Linked DNA regions of Mus musculus: region 2 is linked to region 1. A link is a contact called in public HiChIP or PLAC-seq data. All regions are on one chromosome and are shown on one strand. Each heading gives the region's core, a stretch centred on a gene start, on an enhancer-like site or on the middle of the called end of the contact. The rest is flanking DNA. Distances are from core to core; before and after follow the strand shown. Region 1 overlaps Pacrg (PARK2 co-regulated). Region 2 overlaps Pacrg (PARK2 co-regulated).

The links. HiChIP or PLAC-seq counts read pairs in DNA pulled down with a chosen protein or histone mark.
Region 2: an H3K27ac HiChIP or PLAC-seq map of neural progenitor cells shows a contact between it and region 1, with 4 times the contacts expected there. The contact joins two enhancer-like sites. A contact is called at or near these places in 2 of 484 Hi-C or Micro-C datasets (both in uterus), 1 of 115 datasets of contacts at active chromatin or transcription factors (neural progenitor cells) and 1 of 9 other capture datasets (embryonic stem cells).

The regions. Positions count from the first base shown.
Region 1 is chr17:10,609,758-10,616,071 of GRCm38.p6, reverse strand. All of the region lies in intron 2 of Pacrg (PARK2 co-regulated), which reads left to right. Among named protein-coding and RNA genes, the nearest start is that of Gm52294, 61 kb to the right of the region's middle. Within about 2 kb of position 4,056, at least 18 of the 459 cell types and tissues checked have an H3K27ac peak or open chromatin away from gene starts, as enhancers often do. A contact at or near this core is called in neural progenitor cells, where this site is marked.
Region 2 is chr17:10,741,387-10,747,700 of GRCm38.p6, reverse strand. The region is part of intron 2 of Pacrg (PARK2 co-regulated); the gene reads left to right. Among named protein-coding and RNA genes, the nearest start is that of Gm16169, 63 kb to the left of the region's middle. Within about 2 kb of position 2,445, at least 82 of the 459 cell types and tissues checked have an H3K27ac peak or open chromatin away from gene starts, as enhancers often do. A contact at or near this core is called in neural progenitor cells, where this site is marked.

The DNA of each region.
Region 1 (6,314 bases), core at 2,807-5,306:
CAGGACTCCCACTCGGGTCATGTCTTATGCTCCCCAGCAGAGCTCAGTCTCCTGAAATAGCCTGTGTAACAGTCCTGTCTCTGTTCCTAGTAGGTAGAGAGGGAACCTTGTGTCGGGAATATCAACACAGGCTCATTGGAATATTCCAAAAGCATCTAACCAGAAGCCTCAGGAAGAGACATGTGCCAGGGCACAGAGCATGTGGGCACAGAAATATAATAGCAGATGAAAGTGACGGAAGACCAACTTCTCAAGACTCTGCTGTCAGACAGACCTCGCAGAGGCTCTGGGGTGGGTAGGTCATCGTGCATCACACAATGTGGATGTGTTGCCACCAATGTATGTCTTAATGCTGTCATTTCTGTGGCCCTGGATCCCTGGAGACGGAGCCAGTTGCTCACAAAGGCCTGCCTCCACACCTGACATGCGCTGCCGCTCTCTGTCAGCCAGACACTGGCTCCACAAACAGTAGTATAAATTTAATTAACTGATAACAATTCCATTTTTATGTAGAAGTTTAAGTGATCAAAAATGACTTCAATAGCATAAAGATATTTGTAGTTCTTTCCTTAAAGGAAACCATAAGTCTTTATCAGTGGTTTGTGCCTGCTAATCTCAAATGATCTCCATTCTTGTGTGTTTGTGTTTGTGTTTGTGTTTGTGTTTGTGTGTGTGTGTGTGTGTGTGTGTGTGTGTGTGTGCCAAGCTCTACCCCTCCAATTTCATATTTTAGATTTCTTTATATTTCAGGTAATATTTCTGCTGAAATTTGCTGAATGTTATTTTGCAACCCTCAACTGTATAAACAAATATAAGTTAGGAAGTTTTATGTATATTAGTACACTGTAGCTCTCTTCAGACACACCAGAAGAGGGCATCAGAGCCCATTATGGATGATTGTGAACCACCATGTGGTTGCTGGGAACTGAACTCAGGGTCTCTGGAAGAGCAGTCAGTGCTCTTAACCTCTGAGCCATCTCTCCAGCCCCAGATATTAGGGAGTTTTAAGTCCCCTATATGTGTACACAACAGACTCTGAAGCCTGTGGCTGGCTGTAGCGTGCTGCACAGCACAGACTGACAGTGTCAGGCTGCGGGCTTTGCGAGCACAGCAGCTCCTGCTTACCAAGGGGAGACAGGAGGAGGTGTGAACATGCAAGCAGAAGCCCAGTGCTGGACTTTGGAAGCAGGGGTCAGAGCTGAGAGATGCAGGGCCTTCAGCAGCTTCAGCAGGTGAGCAGAGGCCTTCCCACGAACTGGAGAACATGACACACTTTGATTTTAGCCTGCATGACTCATTTTGAACTTTTGTCTTTTGTAAAAATCTCGTGTCTCTAGCAGCATATGTATCAGAAGATGGCCTAGTCGGCCATCATTGGAAAGAGGCCCATCAGTCTTGCAAACATTATCTGCCTCAGTACAGGGGAACGCCAGGGCCAAGAAGTGAGAGTGGGGGGGGGGAGTGGGGGGGAGGGTATGGAGGGACTTTTGGGATAGCATTGGAAATGTAAATGAAGAAAATACCTATTTAAAAAATTACATTATAGTGAACTCAGAAATAAAAATACCACATGGCAAGATGGAGGCAATCAGCCGTCCAGACGCTTGTCCAGTCTCAGACCCTCTGCACCTCCATGAGTGTTGTCACAGTTAGAAGGGCTGTTCTGAAGCCGTGGAGCATTAACTGTGAATTGCACTCTTAGGGACATTTTATGGACTCTTCTACCACACAAAAAGAAACAATCATGAGGCAGTTAAAGCTGAAAGACTGAATAGCTCTGTGTCGCCTCTCACAGCTCCTGGGTCCTTTTGCTAAGCTCTGCCCCTCCTCTTCAGCCAATATGGTTCTTTATCTAGCCTCCTTTCTACATGTTTACACTCTACCAGCCATGCTTACTGCTGTTTACAGATATGCATTACAGGCTAGCATCCACACATGTGGGAGCAGGCAGGGTTTTAATTTTCTTTCTGTTTGGGTCACTTCCATTAATAATATACATTCTAAACCCACCCGCTTTTCCTGAAAACTTCATAATTTCATTTTCCTTACAGATATCACAGACTATATCATATATCTATCACTAGATACTTTCATTTTCTGTTCATATGTTGATAACCATGTACATTTGTTCCATTCATTTGTTATCATAAAAACAATAGCAACACACCTGAATGGTCAGTTATTTCTAGGGTAGAATATGGAATTCTTCCGGTTTATACCAAGGAGTGGAATGACTGGGTCCTATGGAAGTTGTACCTTTCTTTTATTTTCTCTCTTTCTCTCTCTCTTTCTTTCTTCTTCCTCCCTTTCTTTTTCTTTCTTTCTTTCTTTCTTTCTTTCTTTCATTCGTTCTCTCTTTCTTTCCTTCTTTCCTTCCTTTATCCATCCTTTCTTCCTTTATCCATCCTTCCTTCCTTTCTTCCTTTCTTCCTTCCTTCCTCACTCCCTCCTTTCCTCCCTCCCTTCCTTCCTTCTCCTTTTTTCTAGGAACCTCCAAACTGGTTTCCACAATGGCTGTGTTAAGGTGCAGCACCCCCAGCAATGGGTCTTCTTTCCCTACAACCTCTCCCACATTTCCAAATTCAGATTTGTTGGTGATGACCATTTTGACTGGGGTCACTCATTCATTCATTCCTTTGTTGACTGGAGGTTTTATTGCCTTGGCATTTAATTTCTGCAGTGGTAAATCCTGGACATTAGTCTTCTGTCTCAAGGGTAGCTGGTAGAGCTCTTCTCCCTGCCTGTGCCCTGCTGATGTTTCCTTTGGTGTGCAGAAACTTCTTAACTCTGTGGAGTACTATCTCCTCATGCCTGTGGCTGGTTCCTGCACTACTGAAGTTCTATGTCAAAAGTCCCTGCCACCAGCACTGTTGTGAGACGTCTCCCCTGTGTATTTCTCTCACACTTTCACTGTTTCAGGTTTTCAAATTAAAGTCTTTAATCCATTTTGAATTGGGTTTTATACAAAGTAGAATGGTATGGATGTAGTTTTATTCTTTTGTGGGTAGACTCCAGTTTCCAGCTTCGTTTGTTGACTAGGCTCTCTTTGTCCACTGCATGATTTTTATCTTCTGTGTCAAAAGTAGGTAGCCATTGCATTGCTAGTTTATCTCCAGATCCTGTTCCTGTGTCATGTCAGTTTGGTCTACCTATGAGTTTTAATGCCAGTACCAGGTTCTTTCTCTCTGTCTCTCTCTGTCCATCTATCTCTCTGTCTCTGCTTTCTCTCTGTCTCTGTGTGTGTGTGTCTGTATTTGTGTGTGTGTGTCTGTATGTGTGTGTGTCTGTGTGTGTCTGTGTGTCTGTGTGTCTGTGTGTGTGTGTGTGTGTGTGTGTGTGTGTGTGTGTGTGTGTAGAGAACCAGAGGTTAGATCTCTGCAGTATGATTTGAGCTTAGGAATCATACCTCCAGCTGTGTCCTTACTACTTACAATTACTTAATTGCTGGGGCTACCCGTGGTCTTTTGTGGTTCCATCTGAGTTTCTGAATTGTCTTCCTAGATCTGTAAAATATAACATCAAAACTTTGATAGGGATTATATTAAACCTGTAGGCTGATTCTAGTAGCATAGTCATTTTCACAGTATTAGTTCTGTCAAACTAGGAGCATTGAAGTTTTCCCCTGATCTGGTTTCTTCTTGTGTGTGCACTGGAATATTTTTTCCAGTCATAAAGAATGAGGCTATAGTGTCTGCCGGAAAATGGGTGCAAATGGAAAGAATCATATTAAGTGACTTAAGTCAGTCTCAGAAACACAAATACTGTGTGTTTCCTCTCATCTGTGGGCCCTAAATGTTATAGATGCATAAATCACACACATACAGAGGCCATGAACTTGATGTAATGCTTTAGAGAGGGGAGAGGCGAAAGGGGGAATGTTGGGTCATGGGGAGATAGACTCAAAGTGCATCCTATATATACATGAAAGTGGCCTCACTAACCCTGCAGAATAAAAAGGCAAGAGAGAAAGAAAAAGTCTCCCTGTGACTGTGAGTCCTGACCCCATCAGTGTAGTGTCCATGGAATGCTAGCTGTGCTGTGGGTCATAACACAGAGGCTGCCATGAGGCAGAGCCTGACAGGCCTAATAATGGGGCCTTGTTTGGCACATTTCGTGAAATGGAAGTACAGGAAACTAAATTAAATCAAAAGCCCCTTTCAGTTGAAAAAGAACAATGGGCCCAAGAAAGTTAGGATTGTTTAGAGGCCAATTCAATCACTCTCTGCCTTTGGGTGAGTCATTTCACCCGAACAGGATGTCAGTTCTCACTGGAGAGTCAAAGGGAGATTGAAATGAAGGATTTAAAGTCATACAAAATGACTTGTTATCCCAGATGACCAGATCCAGAAAGTCTGAGACCAATGCTTGCTTAACACGTTATTTTGAAGAAATTTCCAGGGATGGGGATGGAGTGGTGTTCCTTAAAGAGTGTCAATTAAAAAGCAGATTCATTCATTCATTCATCTGTTTTCATCTGGTCTGTGTGACAGATCCTGAGCCATGATAATACTGGGTCAAATACAGACACACACAAAAAAAGACAGTTGTGAGTGTTGTATTAATTGTAAGTGTGCATGTGGTGTGGTGTGTGTGTGTGTGTGTGTGTGTGTGAGAGAGAGAGAGAGAGAGAGAGAGAGAGAGAGAGAAAGAGAGAGAGAGAGAAAGGAGAGAGGAGAGAAAGAGAGACCCCTACACTTGCAAGACATATCAATGTTCTGCTGTCTCTTACTATCCTCTTGTTGCTCTGGAAAATTGTGTTTCCATCTAGAAAGTGGGAGGTTGGGGCAGGGAGCAATTCTTTCTCCTAAGGCTTCTCTTCCCTCCCTTCCATCCCTGTCTCTCTCACTTGGTGTCACCAAGTATGGGCAGTTCAGCTGGCCTCCATGGAATGGAGTGTGTGGATTCAATTCTGTCTTGCCATCTTTTCTTTCTCCTGTAACCTTCAAATGGCCTAGTAGGTTATCTCATCTGGGGCTTAGATAGGGCCTCCATCCTTGTGTTCATAGCGAAAGTTCTCATGGTTGGAGCTGGTCCTCCATCTTTTCCTTTATAACTCAAGATATCTAATGACGTTACTGAAGCTTGGCTGCAGGCTGTCTCCATAGACCAGCTCACACCAGTGCTGATGACCTAACAATGTGGCAGGCACATTGTCCCTGACTTGGCATGATCGCCGCCAGTTTCTGCTGTAGCTTGGAACTTTCTTGGCCCATATCCTGAAAAATAAACTACCGTAGCCAATTGCTGCCCTCCGCCAGCATATACTCCGGACCCTCCAGGTTTTCTTCAGTCTCCCCATCTGCATCACACTTGTGTCTGTCCAGATGAATGTGCATACATGAGACATGCACATGTGAGCAGCCTCCAACCCATGTGCAGCATCTGGGGAGCATGATGCTGGCCATTGACTTCCATTCTCTCTCCCAATCCTACAGAGCCCCTTGTATCTGGGAGTCACTACTCCCGCTCCCCTCCTCCGGCTACAAAGACAACAAGAGGCTTGATTCCTATTGGGATCTAGGTAAATATTTGACTACACATTCATTAATTGCTCATGCAATTAAAATGTGTCTAATGCTATTACAATAAGATGTCAATAATGAGGATGAACACGTGCTGGCCAGTGCTTAGAGGTTTACATGAATGAGCCAATTGTGTTATTTACCAAAGGTGGCTGAAGTGTGTACTAATAACATCCCCGTTTGCATGAGGAACCCAAACATGGCTTGTGCAAGGTCATAGAGCTAACTTGCAGCTGAGACAGGGAGGAGATGAGACACCTATACTCTGAACTGCTGTGATGTATAAAAATTCACAGGGGATAGAAAAAAGTGGGGAAGCACTCTAGGATTCCCGAGCATTTTCAGCAAAGAGTGGCCTATCCGTGGCAACTGGAACTTTGGACATAGAGGGCAATGTCGCAATAAGGCTGGAAGGGGAACTGGTGGGCAGAGGCTGGGTGGTCCAGTGTTTAGGCACCACCCTTGTACACAGCTGTGGTCCATGGTGTTTTTAGAAGGGAGTCTGGAGCATACCCTGGAGAATGACAGAGAGGACTGAACCTGTTGAGGTCATTTGAGAATCTGATGACTTGGTCACTTGCCAAGTGCAAGGTAGCTTAGAATTTGAGCTTGTACCATAAACCATGGGACTTTACCTACATAGATGTGTTCCTTCTCTATGGGCTGGAGAAGTATCCACTGTGTCTGGGGCATGCTCTGTATACCCAGAGACTAAGAAGCAGACAGAGAAAATACAGCATCCTCCTCCAAGCTCTGGGGGGGTATGTGTTTACAGTACTCCCGACTTCTGTA
Region 2 (6,314 bases), core at 1,196-3,695, 130 kb before region 1:
CAACACCAAAAGCATGACAGGGGGAGAGAATGGGATATTTTACAGACGTCTTTATAAAGGATTAAGTCACTGGCTCCAACTGACCCAGACAACAGGCAGTGCTATAAACATGACTGTTTATCAACTAATATCCATAAATGTTCTGCTCAACATTTATGGTGGATATTCATTTTAGAAGATTGCTTTCAACCTCCATATTTACTGCTTTCAGCAAATGACACTCATGTATTGTTCTGGGCCAGGAGTAGGGAAGAGTAAATAAATTAAGAATCAAGACCCTCTTGTATTTATGGTAATCTTGGCAGGATTGTTTCTGCCTTAAACTGTATATGTTTTTACATTTGTGTTACATGGTTTTTGCTGATTCTTTGAAGTAAGGGACCATTTTATTTCCAACCTCAAAACAATTAAGTTTTTGTTTTGTTCCTTTTTCTTTGCTTTAACTGTGCACAGTATCTTGCACATGTCGAGGATTTATTTAGTATATACAGAAGTGAATTATGTAAAAGCTCATTTCTTCTTGTGAAAAATCCAGGAGTGACTGATAATCTATTATGTTAGTAACAGACTCTTCCACCTACATAGTCTCAAAAAATAATTACAGTTCTCATGTTTGGACAGCCAGCAGAGCAGACCCACCCCCAGGAGCTAATATCTCCTCACATGGTCTTGTAAGAATTGACCACAATCCATCCATTTAATTACAAACATGCTGCCAATTAGCTCTGTGTCCCCAAGAGTTGTTGAATCTTTCAGTGTTTTAATTTTCTCCAGGATCTTTGTGGTTTGCACTGTCCATGTCTTTGGGAATAATAGCATCATTGTGACCACACCTACTGTGGCTGGAATAAGGCTTGGGCGAACCAAGGTCTATTAAAGCACCCCAACTAGCCACAGAGCCAGATGACAAGTGATAGCTGTACTGTAATTTTTAGTTTTGAAATTATTAGGAATAGTGGCTGCAGAGATGACTCGGGGGTTAAGAGCCCTGGCTGTCCTTCCAGAGGACCCAGGTTCTATTCCCAGCACCCACATGGCACCTCACAACTGTCTATAACTTCAGTTCCTGGGGATCAGACACCCTTATATCAGGCATCATGCATGCATACATACAAACATATAGACAGGCAAAACACCAATGTACATGAAATAAAAAAAAAATTTTAAGAAAAAATATTAGGAATGGTGGCCTCTGTCAGCCTTCAGTTTAAACTAATGTCATGGGCATTCTTGTGCTTTTCAGAGTGATTTAAGTATGATAAGTCTGTTTGAAATCACATATTATTCTATGAAAACAATATAGTAGCTTTAAACAAGAAAATAGCCTACAAATAGGGTAAGAACCCCACTAGAGAGACCATCAGGGGATATTCCGAAGAAGTCCTCATGTTCGTGAAAATGCATCTTATGGTGAGAGATTTGTGAAAATGTCTACAACTTCCAGGTTAACAAGGTGACCTCAGCACATCAGCATACTGAGTCCCTTCTTAGGAGAGTGTGACCCTGGCTCTGTTGGACTTACCAGGTTCATAATGTACACCTGGTAGGAGACATGATTCAGCATGTCAGATCTCTTCAATGACATGCCTTTGGTTGTCACTTCTAGTGACCCCAAAATGTATACCATACTGTACCAGGAATGGTCACAGTTTTACTCAGACCTTCAAATGTGATTATACATGCATGCATGCACGCATGCACTCTCACACACACACATTCGCGTACCTACGAACAGGAGACCACAGTTGAAATTCCAGTAGTTGATTCCTTCAGGTAGTCTTAGAGGGCTCACTTTGTCAGGATGATGCAGATCCTAAACTTGTAAGGTGGTCAGAAAATGATTAGGGTCACATTACAGCCCTTGAGCCTTCCCGTGGTAAAAATGCCCACAAAGAATTCAAACAGATATTTTATTAGCGGTGTATAATGTCTCTGAAACAAAAAAACAACAAGCAACAAAACAGGAAACAAATGCATTGAAGAACTGAAAGTTAGTCAAGGGCAAGACCATTCTGATGTGGTTTAACTGGTTTAAACGATTAGTTGACTTAACTTCATGAATCTCGAAATCAATATATTTTAGTAAACTAGAGTCATCTTTAATTTTCTGTGCGGAGCACACAGCATTTTAAGCAACCCTTCATGTCTGACATTTTGGCATACTTCTACTGGTCCAAACCGTTTTCTCTCAAAGACTCCATACTGCCATGAAGGCATTCCTATTTTATGTCTCCATTTTTGGCTGAAAATCCTTGTGGCTGATCTCAGCCTGTTTCCCTAGGTCTTCCCTTAAGAGTTGAGGGGATTAGAGCGTGAGGAGAACAGGAAGAGAGGAGCTTGCCAGTAGGTGGCTCACTTTGAATGTGCTTGGGATGGGATCAGAAATGTCACCCCTCCTCCACTAAGCCTTTGCTTTCTATCCCTGCTGCTTGGAGCCTTTTTCTGTAATGCCTGAGTCATTTGCAGGGGGGTGAAGAGGGGAAGAAAGAGAAGAAAGCCAGCATGCACCAGCCTCCTCAGAGCGTAAGAATAGCATGGCCCCATCTCATTCTGAGTGGTCCCCAAGTGGAGCCTGAACCGAATTCTCTTCTCCACACACAATTGCTTGTTCTTTTGTTCCTTGTGTCCTTAGCAAAGACTGAAAGAACTAAGCCTGTAATACTTGGGCCCTCCTGTGTCACTTAAGGAATAATAGGCCATTGTCTTCATTAAGCCACCCTTGTTTTAGCAAATAGAATCCAGAGCCTGGAGGGAGAACATTTTGAAGGGGGCAGAATCAGAGGAGAGAGGCTTCACTGGATTCCCTAGAGAAACTGTTTTGTTTCTCCTGCTTTATTGCTCCTCACTGAGAAGATTCATATTCAAATGGGCTGAGTCTGTGAATAGTTGCTTGCACATTCTCATGCACCCAGGAAGGCTATGATTATGGCTAATTACAGCGCAGAATGAAACCCTAACAAGAGTGCTCAATCAGATTGTTGTTCATGCATGAAGTAAGTAAGGCTGGCCAATGGAGGTGTGATTCTGGTAATTACAAACATTGTGGCTATTTGAAAAATGCTTAGTAAATCTGTTCAGGACAAAATAAGTTCTAATTAATCACTTTAGACTCTGATTTCTCCAGACGATTCATGTGCACTTTAAAAAAAAGTTTAAGGTCCCCTCAATAAACCAAATCTAAATATAAAATATGCTCATTGTCCACACTTTGTTGGAGGAATGGAACTATGCCGCCTGCCCCATTCCTGTCTTTTCTGGCCATCATATCGAACTTGCCTTTTATGCAACTCGACAGACGGTTCTTTAAAAATAAATGTGTACATATTCTTGTTATTATCTGGCAAACCAAATGATTTATGAAAAATTACTGGAAAACATCAACTGTTAATTTAAACATCCAGATCGATTTAATAATTGTGCTGATGTGTCTAAGAATATTCAGTAGACTGTGGCCCTGGATTATAATACCCAAGGATGTTACAGGCTGAAGAAATGTTATCTTCTCCTAATCCATCACGAGGAACAGGACTGAGGCCGCAATAGCAACAAAGAAATGCCTAGCGAGAACTTTGTGACACAGGCATCCTTCAGAAATAAACTAGGTAGCACGCTCATCTGTGTAGTTCAGACAGTGCACTAGGAAACTTAACAAAGTCGTGTGAGAGCGTTCTCCTCAGAGTTCCTGTATTGCTTTCCTTCCTTCCTGTCATGTGAGGCTCCATCGAAGGCAGGGCAAGAGTGACCTTCCTAGGCTCCAAAGCTGCCTTGGAGAAGGCAAGAAATTCCAGTTTCCAGCGTCCTCACTAGAGAGAGAGCACCGGCCATGACGGGACCCTCCTGCAGATCTGCTTCCTTGCTTCTTCTCTGTAGAGAATACTCTGCATGAAGATATTGGTGGCTTCACATCCTGAGCCTGACAGTAATTAACTGGTGGCCCCTATGAGAACAGAATCAGACTGTAGGAACATGTACACTTCAGGGCCATTCTTGTTTTCAGAAACTTTTAAACTGGAGACATCTTGGGTTTCTCTATTTTTTTTTCAAAGTACTGCATACTAATGGAGTGGCTACAGGACCAGTTTCTTTATTTGACATTTTGCAATTTCCTTTGTTCCCTAACCTAAAAATAGATCTTAAGAAATTGTAAGTTTTTTCTCTGTGGTAATCCAAAATAAGTCAATCCAAGCCAGATATAGATAGATAGATAGATAGATAGATAGATAGATAGATAGATAGATAGATAGACAGACAGAGATGGATATGGATATGGATATGGATATGGATATGGATATGGATATGGATATGGATATGGATATGGATATGGAAGCTACTGCTCTGGGGCAGCTTCACTGGCCCCAAAGACTGAGTCCAGAGAAGTCACTATGGGGAGGGAGAACGAGGGGAGGGGGAAGAGAGAAAGTGCAGAGAGAGAGAGAGAGAGAATGAGGGGAGAGAATGGAAAAGAGGAGAGAGGGAGGGAGGGAGGAAGAGAAAGGGAGAAAGGGAAGGAGGGAGGGGGAGAATTAGCAAAATGTCTGGATTATGTAGGGAAGAGCCTCTGGGGGGAAGGCAGTCCAGCCTCTAGGCTGGAAAGTTCAGAATTGGGTGCAGGATATGCTAGGTAGGAACTGAGGGATGTTGGGAGAACCTAGAGGCCAGGTCTCTTTAGTATGCAAGATATGCATCTCAGCACCTTGTCCCTAGCCTTGTCCCAGGGCCTAAAATCAATCAAAAATGGCCAGAGTGACGGTAAGAAAGGTAGCGTGATAAAAGCATTTCATTTAAGGGTCTCAAATGTGCCTCGGTCTTTGTTTGCTTTCATTTCTGATAGAATGCATTCCACCCAACTACTTGAGAACTTTTCAATTTTGCCCTATTGAGCAGTTAAATCTGAACCAAACAGAACTATCTTTTACAATTAAATTATCTAGAAATTAAATTGATTACAGCTCCTAACTGAATGGATCACAGGGCTCAGATTCACCGTCCCAAAGATGGTTCTGTGGAGGTCATCCTCTGGCCTTCCTGTGTTCCGTTCTGCACAACGTTGAAACAGAACCAGAATTCCCAGTCAACAGCAGGCAGCAAGGCTGGTTTCTGGCCTCTTCTGTTCTTCTTAAGCCTGTTCTTCCAAGACGCACCTTGCTCTCTTCAGAATTCCCTTTATCACAATGGCTGAGAAGCAAATGCTTGCTTCCAGGGGGGTTTCTGCACGGCTCTCCAATCCTGGATAGGAGTCAGCACACAGAGGCTGTTTCCTGGGGTCTTTGGTCTTATTTTCTGTGTGTGCATAAACTTTGGCTACACGCATTTGCTAAGCTTTTCTCTTGCTGCTCTGTGGCCCAGAACCCTTGCAGTAGGGTAGGAAAAGATCAAGTTTTCTCCCCTCCAGGAGCAAAGGCTTTCCTATCTAAATTGCGGCAGTCTCTGAAGGGCAGGGTGGTCTGGGAGGTGGGGAGAGCAAGGAGGACACAAAACAGCAAGGGGAAAAGATCAACCCTTTGACGGGCTTTTTATAACCATTCTTTTTCCTTTGAGCAAGAGGTTTATTAGAAGTTTTATTAACACCATGGGCAAACACATAGACAGACAGACAGACAGCAGCATGACAGGATTGAGAGAAGTTGAGGTCCCAGAGATCTTCTAATTTTAGTTCACTTACAACACATATGGTCTGTAAATGAAAGGAAGACTGACGTGACTAGTTTTTGTACACACAACGTTCTACAGATCGCAGTATTTCATTTCTCTAAACTTAGTAATCATAAGTAAACTGTGCTCATCACCAAAGAGATCTGTGAGCAATGACAATGTAAAATAAAAAGGTTTTAGAAAATTGAGTTTTAGGAAGTAGTAGGAAAATGAGTTTTAGAATCTTGTCTTTTTTTTTTTTTTTTTTTTGAAAAACGTGCCTTTTTTATAGTAAACTTTATCAACTTGATAACCTAATAGCGATATAAAAGTTAAGTCCTGTTGTTACAGGCATGGATCTGAATCCCAGGGCATCCACTGAGGTATACAGGCTTTTGTGTCCCAGGATAGAGAACTAGATCAGGGACACGACACATGGTTAGAAATAGAGCTACAAGCAGTATATTAAGAGAGAAAGAATGAACCTGGGCTCGTGTGGAGGGGAAACAGTCTGTGGTGTTCCAAGTCTCCTGAGCTAGGGCCTTCATGATCCTTTACAGGTCATTTGCATAGTACCCATCACTCCCATGTTTGTGTATTGCAGGGGTTTGTGGTATATTCTGTTCCTTGAATGTAGTGTTAATCCCACTGGGCAAGAGTAAGACTACTACCCCACTTTTTTT